2 separate regions of the Mus musculus genome follow, and region 1 is linked to region 2. A link is a contact called in public Hi-C data. All regions are on one chromosome and are shown on one strand. Each heading gives the region's core, a stretch centred on a gene start, on an enhancer-like site or on the middle of the called end of the contact. The rest is flanking DNA. Distances are from core to core; before and after follow the strand shown.

The links. Hi-C and Micro-C count contacts between places; a contact is called where the count stands out from the background.
Region 1: a Hi-C map of the Ba/F3 cell line shows a contact between it and region 2, with 6 times the contacts expected there. The contact joins the promoter of Golga5 here to the enhancer-like site in region 2. A contact is called at or near these places in 2 of 39 promoter capture datasets (the C10 cell line and neutrophils), 3 of 15 datasets of contacts at CTCF or cohesin (embryonic stem cells, large pre-B cells and pro-B cells), 16 of 484 Hi-C or Micro-C datasets (the Ba/F3 cell line, CD4 T cells, ECoMG-derived neutrophils and 9 more), 4 of 115 datasets of contacts at active chromatin or transcription factors (the HPC-7 cell line, bone marrow-derived dendritic cells, bone marrow-derived macrophages and 1 more) and 2 of 9 other capture datasets (adipose tissue and liver).

Annotation. Positions count from the first base shown.
Region 1 is chr12:102,467,097-102,471,834 of GRCm38.p6, reverse strand. Golga5 (golgi autoantigen, golgin subfamily a, 5) reads right to left here and starts at 2,701. Exons shown (of 13, transcript NM_001199004.1): 1 at 2,472-2,701. It overlaps Gm30198 (a long non-coding RNA gene), which reads right to left. Exons shown (of 3, transcript XR_381856.1): 3 at 3,959-4,673.
Region 2 is chr12:102,349,485-102,354,103 of GRCm38.p6, reverse strand. Rin3 (Ras and Rab interactor 3) reads right to left here. Exons shown (of 10, transcript NM_177620.4): 4 at 3,150-3,222. Among named protein-coding and RNA genes, the nearest start is that of Rin3, 69 kb to the right of the region's middle. Within about 2 kb of position 3,278, at least 36 of the 459 cell types and tissues checked have an H3K27ac peak or open chromatin away from gene starts, as enhancers often do. A contact at or near this core is called in the Ba/F3 cell line, ECoMG-derived neutrophils, the G1E-ER4 cell line and 2 more, where this site is marked.

The sequences.
Region 1 (4,738 bases), core at 1,452-3,951, 120 kb before region 2:
TTCAACAAACATAGCAAAAACATGTTACAGACTGTGCTGTGTTCCCCAAAATTCACATACTGAACTCCAAACCCAAAGACTTCAGAACGTCACGTAATAGAAACAGGGTCTTTGGGCTACAGAAATGGCTCAGTGGTTAAGAGCACTGACTGCTGCTCTTCCAGAGGTTCTGAGTTCAAATCCCAGCAACCACATGGTGGCTCACAACCACCTGTAATGGGAATTCGATGCCCTCTTCTGGTATGTCTGAAGACAACAACAGTGTACTCATATACATAAAATAAATCTAAAAAAGAAAAAAGAAACACAGACTTTAAAGATGTAATTTAAACTGATGTCTATTATTAGAAGAGATATATACACAAATAGTCATAAAGAGAGACCATGTAAAAGCAGGAGAGAAGACAGCTAGCTCTAAGGCAAAAGGAAATCCTCAGAAGTCAGCCTTCAGACAGCTGAGCAGGTAAAAGCCCTAGCCCTGAAGCTTGACAGTCTGAATTCAAACCACAGAACCTACTGATGAATGAGGCAGAAGCCCCAAGAAAATTGTCCTCTGGTCACAAATATGCCCACATTTACAAGTGCACACACAACTAGTAAGTAAAATAATAATAATATAAACAAGTCAACCTAGCCAATACCTTTATTGTGGCCTTAGAACTGTGAGAAAAGTCAATTTCTACTGTTAATCCCTCTGGCCTATGATACTTTTTCATGGGTGTCATAACAAACTCATACAGGATTCAAACAGAAAAAAAAAAATGCTTGGCAAAATTCCAGCACAACCAAATAAAAAGCCTCTGAAATTTGTTTCAAAGGGCTGAACTTGGAAAAAAAAAAAAGAAAACAGAAAAACAAAACAAAACAAACCAAGAAACCCCACTTGATTATCACAAAGTTACTACTGTTAAAGTGAAGCACTCCTGCTAGGTGGTGGTGGCACAGGCCTTTATTCCCAGCACTTGGGAGGCAGAGGCAGGTGGATCTTTGAATTTGATGCTATCCCGGTCTACAGAGTGAGTTTCAGGACAGCCAGGGGATACAGAGGGAAATCCTATCTTGAAAAAACAGTAACAAACAAAACTAACAGTGAAGCACTCCTGTGATTTATGTATGCAGCATATATAGGTCTAAAGTAAATTTTCAGTAATTTAAATATTTAGTACCTACCATGTGCATGTCCAGCTGAGTTCAATTTTTTTTTTAAAAAAATGACTGTATAAATTATCTATTTAACCAACACATGGAAAAAACTTCCAGGTGCCAAAGTCAAGGCCACGAAGTAAAATTAACCTTTAAGCTGTAGAATGAAGTAAACTACAAAGTCAACAGTGTTGGTTGAATGTGGTCAGTGTCCCTTTGGCTTGGAACTATTAGATCTTGGGCTTTCTTCACTAAATTGGCATCAGAGTTGTCTTTCCTTCCCTTCTATGCTAGGTCTTTTTATTCTGTGTGCATGCCCTTCTTTTGCCTTACACTGCTTCAGGTTGTTGCAACTGTTGTTTTAAAACATGTCTCTCCCTGCTGGGGAAGGGGGAGTGGGTGGATACACACAATGCCTGGTTTGCTCAATGATAAATTCCAATTCTAGCCCACACACAGGCACTCCTAGAAACACTACTGAAGTAATTCATCCTTATATGTCAAGTGTTGTGCAAACACTATCACTAAAAATAATATAATATAAAAATAAAATAATAAAAATAATATAGTAACATAATGCTCAGCTACATTATATGGCAAACTGTAAAGTCCTTTAGAAACAAATAAAGATGGATATGGCTTAGAAAGATCCTGGAACTTCGATGGCACCTCAGACACTGGAATCTAGGTCAACCTAGAGGTAAACCCACCTTTTAACCTCTCCGCTCTAACCTCGTCGGAAGTTAACTGTTTCAACACACTCTTTAGGAAACCCATTTAAGTGTGTATTTCAATTTATGAGAAACCAAATGAAAAAGGAATGTAACATGCCTTCTGACTTATAAAACGTTACACAAGCTCGATGTAAAAATTAGTGATGAGCGAGAGAAAAGTAGCTCTCCTAATAAAAAAAAGCCTGAAGACAATTAATGTCTTGCCTCCCATCTGAAAGTTAACGGGGCTTTAAAACATATCTTTCACGTGGATCGTAGACACTAAACCTGAGCTCTTATCTCAGTGACAGACTCCAAGAGGGGACTTCCCGTGGTGCAAAGCCACCGGGAAGGTCAGATGTCACACAGAGGCGGGGGTCAGGGGTCAGGCCCGGCGGTGTGACCACGGGTCCCCGAGAGGCGAGAACACATCGTACTGGGTCCCCAGAGCAGAGTCGGGGTGGAGGGCGGGTCAGCCTCGGTATCCGGAGGCTACGGGGCTCTGGCATCCCCTTCCTTGTCCCTGAGCGAAGACGAGCACGACAGCGCTCGGGAAAGGCGGAGACCGGGTCCCGCAGGCCAAGCCGTCCCGCCCGCGGCCTGGTCGCGCCTCACCTGAGGACGCCGAGCGGCAGCACCGCGGCCTCGTCGCCCGCCCGGGCCGCCACAGCAGCCCGCTGCTCCCGGACCTGCCGGCTAGCTCTTCCGGGAGACGTGGAAGGGCGGCGAGGACCTCAAAACAGAGTGGCCAACGAGCTGCCTGAGTGGCCGGAAGCTGAGCGCCGCCGGCCGCCTAGCAGGTCACTCAGGCGGCGGCGCCGGCGGCCGCGGGGCCCTAGCGCCAGGCCACGCCCCCTTCCGTCTGCCGCCGAACCGGGTGCCGCGCCAGCGTGCGTGTGACGTAACGCCGCCGGCACGCGGCCTCCACAACATTGCGGAGCACGCCCACAACGGGGGGCAGGGTCCCGAGCACCACAGGGGCGGGCCCAAGCCAAACTGGGCGGGGCATGAGCCGGCCCAGGCCTCTGAGCTCCTCCTCCCTTTCAAAAGTTTTACACGTGAGGATTTCGAGGCAGAGACTGGAACTGTCTAATCCCTGGGCCTGTGGGATGGTTCAGTAAATAGAGTACATAGATAAATAGCCAGGACTAACGGCCTGAGTTCTGAGTTCTGAGTTCATTCACAAAGCACACACACACACACACACACACACACACACACACACAAATTAAAAATACAAGGGCTGTGGAACAACATTATGAACTAACAGTACCCCGGAGCTCTTGACTCTAGCTGCATATGTATCAAAAGATGGCCTAGTCGGCCATCACTGGAAAGAGAGGCCCATTGGACTTGCAAACTTTATATGCCCAGTACAAGGGAACGCCAGGGCCAAAAAGTGGGAGTGGGTGGGAGGGTATGGGGGACTTTTTGGGATAGCATTGGAAATGTAAATGAGAAAAATACCTAATTTTAAAAAAACTGGGAAAGGGGATAACATTTGAAATGTAAACAAAAAAAATATCCAATTAAAAAAAAAATACAAGGGCTGGAGAGGTGGCTCAGTGGTTAAGAGCACTGGCTGCTTGCTCTTCCAGAGGTCCTGAGGTCAATGGCTCACAACCAACTGTAATGGGATGGGATCTGGTGCCCTCTCCTGGTGTGCCTGAGGGCAGCTACAGTGTACTCATATAAATGAAATAAATCTTTAAAAGAAAAAAAGAATACAATTTAAAGGGATGGGGTGAAGAACTCGGGAAGGGGGGACCAGTAAGGGGGGCAACATTTGGAATGTAAATACATAAAATAGTATAAGAAAAAAAATAAAAGAATACAATTTTTTAAAAAGAACCTGCTTTCAAGTGACAGAGATGGATTTTGCCTAAACTAATGAATCAACAATAGTTCAGAGCCTTTTGTAAACCAAGAGAAACAGGGAGAAGTATCCCGAGGTAGGAAAATAAGTCAGTTTGTGAGGGTTCCTTGTAGAAAAGATAACTTGAACTGAGACTATTATTCAATAGTGCTATAGTTATATTTTGCATACAGCTCACAGACTTTTTGAAATGGGTTTTTAAAAAGAAAATCTGTGTTCAATAATTCACTGAAGGCTACATCTACTGGGTAAACAGGACCAGGCTAATTTCGCCAACTGAAAAGCCTATGGTAAATTCTCAAGTAAGTGCGTTTGGGCATTGAGGAAACTAAGACTCAGAGATGTTAAATAATCTGGTTCCAATATTATCTGTCCTTAAAAGGGAGGTGTCCATCTCACTCCAAAGTCTGTGCCCCTAGACTCAAATTTTTATTGTCTCTGCATTGAATATGGGGAATAACTACAAGCCATTTTCTTCCTATTAAGTCAGGTTTAATCCAACTCAGTAGTGAGACTAACTCCCAGCAGAAGCCGAAAATCACTGTTGCTGTGATCTTAGAGCCCTTCTTAAGTGGAGAACAGTTTCAGGATCCTTGAGCGGCTCCATTCTCACAATGCCGTAAGGAGTGTCTTGCTCTTATTGTGTGGTAACTGGCATTGCAGTTCTCAACTAATTCTAACTAAGCTGTTCTTCCTGTTAAGGGCTATTTATCATCAGTGGTTGCTAGGTGACTGTCCTACATCCCAAGATGGAGATATCCTTTCCAGCTCCACTGATGACAGTTTGATCATATGATCTACCATTCACTGCTGGAATGTAGACAGGCCTAACTATATACAAGCCTAAACGTTCAGAGTTAGGCAATGGTGTGTTTCCTCCAGTTCTTTTTCTTCTTGAGAGAGAGCAGCTCCAAGCTAGGGTTATTCTGCTAGACTGAGTCCTGAAAGGAAGAAAATGAAGCAGTAAATAGTCCACATCTAACATGTGGTCAGTTAGAAATAGTTC
Region 2 (4,619 bases), core at 2,029-4,528:
CACCCAAGGGAAGCAACAAATGGGTCATAGCCACTACAGGCCTGATATGATGCCAGGGTTCAGATCTGGCTTCAGAACTTGGCTGTGCCACTTGATGTCAGTCACACCCCGGTCTCAGTTTTCTCATGGCTAACATCACTAAGAACACATACAATGGTTATGAGTACTACTCTGTACTGGCAACTGTGCTAAGGCCCAATCAGAAATCTTCAGGACAGTCCTGGGCACAGGCATTACCAGCTTTGCGATGTGTGGCCATGACAGAGGTTAGAAAGAAGCGAGTCAATAGCACCAAGCATACAGACACCCAGACAGCAGTCCCTCCCAGCTCTGCACTGTCAGAACTGGAAAGCATTTACAAGAACTGGGGACCTCTGAGGAAGTGGCTGTTTCTGAAGGCTGGCACTGTGATCTCGGCATGCTGGACCCTCACAGATGTCTGAGAGGGACCTCCTGATTTATCAGGCATTGGTGGTGAGAAGGTTGAGATTCTGCTGTGGTGAGGTCTTAATTCTGAGAACGTCTCCACGAGCAGCCCCCAGCTCACAGGGACCTGCTCGGTTGCCCAGTGGGAAGCACTCTTTGTGGTAGAGAAGACTGGTGGGCTTGGGTTTAGTGTGGTGATGGGCACACACACACAGCTCTAACAAAAGTCTAGAATGGACAGGCACTCATCAGCACGCTCTCTGGAGCATCTTAGAATTTAAAAGCTGCAGACTCTCATACCTAAGTATTATTGGTTAATGTTTCTGACAGGAGGCAAGGGTGCCAGGAGAGGTCAGGTGATTGACTGGGAGTCACTTAGCTGCAAAGCGGTTGTCCTATAACTCCAGGCCTGGGGCTCTGGTCCCTCAGCATGCAGGCCTTGTTGCCTGATACACCCTCCCCAGAACATGGTCAGGCCTGTCTCTGTCTCATGATTTCCTTCAGAGAGCCCTGGAGTTTGAAGACAGGAAAACAACTACCAGCTTGGGTAGGGTGTGGAGAAACAGCAGCCAGGGGAGAAAAGGCTGGGAAGTGATGGGGGTAAGCTTAGTGACTGTGGTTCCTGATCTCTCTGGACACCAAGCTGATACCCAGAAAACTCTCCTACAGTCAAGTGGCAGAGATGGGAGGAGGGCCCATGGGGTCCTAGGCAGTGGACTCTCTTCCTTCATGGGCATTAACCCACTCTTCCTCCAGCATCAAAGCACTTGAAATGAGGGCTCCTTTTTATAAATGAGGAGGTTGAGGTTTTGAGGTGTTAAATATTTAGCTTAATATCTAGACTCTCTATCCATTCATCCATTTATCCATCCATCCATCCATCCATCCATCCATCCATCCATCCATCCATCCATCCTTCTATTCATCCAGGCATCCATCCATCCATCCTTCTATTCATCCATGCATCCATCCATCTATCTATCCATGCATGCATGCACCCATCCTTCTACCCATCCATGCATGCATACATCTATGCATCTGTCTGTCTGTCTGTCTGTCTGTCTGTTTGTCTGTCTATCTATCTATCCATCCATCCATTCTTCTATTCATCCATGCATCCATCCATCTATGCATCCATCTATCTATTCATGCATGCACCCATTCTTCTACCCTTCCATGCATGCATGCATGCATCCATCCATCATGCATGCACACCTCCATCTATCCATCCATCATGCATACATGCATGCATCCTTCTCTTGACTCATTCATTGTAGCCCACATTTGCCAAGTACCGGACAGAGCTCCTCCAACTAAGATAAACTTGGAAGTGCCCACCTTCCTACAGCCTAGTGTGTTGTAAAGCACAAAGGTCTCCGGGACCTCTGTAATTTTTCCCTATGAATCTAGCTGGCCAAGCCAATGCACAGAATTATTGCAGGGTGCACTGATGGTGCAGCCTTTTCTAGATTGGACTTCACTCTGCTGATTACCAGTCTCCACTTCCTCATCTGTGTAATGGAGGAAAACGGAATAATCCTTGTGGGGATGCTGGCAATATTTTAAAAGACAATCTGGAGGGAGCAGGAGAGATGGCTCAATGCTTCAAGCACTTGCTGCCCTCATATAGGACTTACAGAGTTTGGTTCCCAGCACTTACATGGTGACTCACATCTGTCTGTGACTCTAGTTGCAGGGTATTTGATGCTGTTTTCTGGCCTTTTGGGGCACTGCATGTACAAGGTGCACATACATACATACATACATACATACATACATACATACATGCAGGCAAACATTAAGACACATACCAAAAAAAAAAAAAAAAAAAAGGTCACAGTGAGTAGGGCTGGGAAGTGGCAGTGCATGCCTTTAATCCCAGCACTTAGAACACAGAGGTTTCTGTGAGTTCCAGGTCAGCCTAGTCTACAGAGCAAGTTCCATGATAGCCAGGGCTACACAGAGAAACCCTGTCTCAAACAAACGAACAAAAATGTAGTGGGTATAAAATCCCTTAGAGTCTCACTGAATGCTGGAGAGAGACTTCCCCAGGCAGTGGCAGATTTGACTTTCAGCTGTAACTATCAGTCTTGTTCTCCTGGTCTGGAGGGTGGGGAAGGGTACTATGAGTGGAACATGTGTTTTAGCAGAGGTAGCTTGGGGTCAAGGACTACCACACGTCTTACCTAACATCTAATCAGCCCTTGTTCAGGGCCTACAGTTTCAGCTGTTGGTTTATGGCACCAAATGTATTTTTAAATTCTTGTTGATCAGAAACCAGTTCCAAGTAAATGGAGCAGAACTTATGGTGGTCTTTCCATCTGAAGAATCCCAGGCTGCCACCCACCGAGGGCCATCAAGCCTTCTTGCTGTCCCTACAGGTTTGTGTGCAGGGTCCCAAGCTGTCCCTGGTGCTGGCCACACTAGAAATGGAAAACCTGGCAGGGAGTCTGAGGGTCAGATGCCTGGCAGAGAAGTCCTTACCAGAAGAGAAGAGGAAACTTCAGAGCTGATCTCTCTTCTTGTGGTTACCAGAGCAAAGACAAGGGACTGTCCCCTCTCACTTCATCCCCCCCCTTCTCTGTCCTCTCCCATGCCACAAACACACCCAAAGTTGCATAGATGTCTGTTGCAACCAGATGAGTGCCCTGCAACAAGTGGGCTTCTATTAAGATAAGAAGGGAATCCTCCCCCACAACCTCCTGTAGGGCCAGGCTACTCACCTACTGACACAGTAGAACGCAATCAGTCTGAAGATGTCCTCAAACACAAGAACTGAGCCTTCCAGGTACAGTACTGGGGAGAGACAAAAAAGGCCCTAGTAAGCATCCTCTAATGACAAAGGGGAGAGCTAACTGTTCTCCTCGATCTGGAAGGTGGCACATGCCAGCCATGTTCTCTGTGGGTCCCGGCACCTCCCACAGGACCCCACTATGTATCAGCTGCCAACCACAGTGAGAAATGGAGCTCACGGTGTCGATGTGCTGAGAGTTCAGGGGTTAAATGGCTGTGGCTGATATCAACGAATACACATTCACACATTCATCATTTTTGGTGAACAGGATTCTAAACGGAGAGTAGTTACAGATGTATAGCCAATTGCAAATGACAGTCTCAGTATGCACTGGCTTCCATGATGCCTAAATCAGGCCCACGACCACGTGCCTACCATATTTTGTTCCCTGAACTGAGGCGTCTACACTGGACTTCCCTGGGCCTCAGTATGCTGATGAACGTGTGAACTGAGTTGTTCTTGTATCTTTTCCATGCAATAGGAGCAAAATATGGTCCAAGTGGTCTTCCAAACTTAGCTTTGAACCCGGAACTGATAACCTGGCTCTGCAAGAATCCCTTTCCTGCTCCATGCCTCAGTTTCTCCCACCCTCCAAGGGAACAGCCCTTTCAATCTAAATATAGAGTCCTCTAGGTGATACCAGCCTGCTACCTAGTTTGCGAAGCCTAGGCCAGTTTTACACAGGTTTGGAGGTTGGAGAAGAAGGGCAGAGATTGACATAGATCAATATAGCAACTGCTTCCTCTTCACCCTGTAACCTAAGCACTGTTCTCAACAGCTCAGGCCACCTTAAAAATTTAATATTTGCCTATTTATGACAAATAGGTTGTGGCTTCCTGTTTGGTTAGATATAAGTATTTATGAAGAGATTAAAAAAAATCCTGCTCCTGATATTTCCACCCTCTGGGAATGTTGCTGGGGCTCCATCTCATAATCTTGAGGCTCTCCTGTCTATATTCTTATTATTTTCAAACTATGTTCATGGGCCTCCTCCCTAGAGGTCAAAAAGGGTGCCCTGAACCACAACCTGCTGGAATGTAGAACATGGAAGTAAGTATGAGAGAAATCATTTGTTCCAGGGCTTATATCTGGTACTGTACCTGCCTGGGGGCTTGCATGTGTGTCTGGCATTACATCACTGTGGCAAGAGCATGTCTCTATGAGCTTGTTGCACATAGCCTGTCTGTGCCTTAGTGTCTATAACTGTAAGCCAGGGTTACAAGTGTACCCATTTTCCAGGGCTGAACTGTGGCCCCCACAAAGATGCATTAAAGTCCTGATGCTTAGAACATGGCATGTGAACTTATTTGGAATGTTTGGTGTCCTTTCTATAAGAAGGCTTTGTGAGTAGACAGAACACCAAGGCACAGAGAAGGAATGACCATGTGAAGACGGGGCG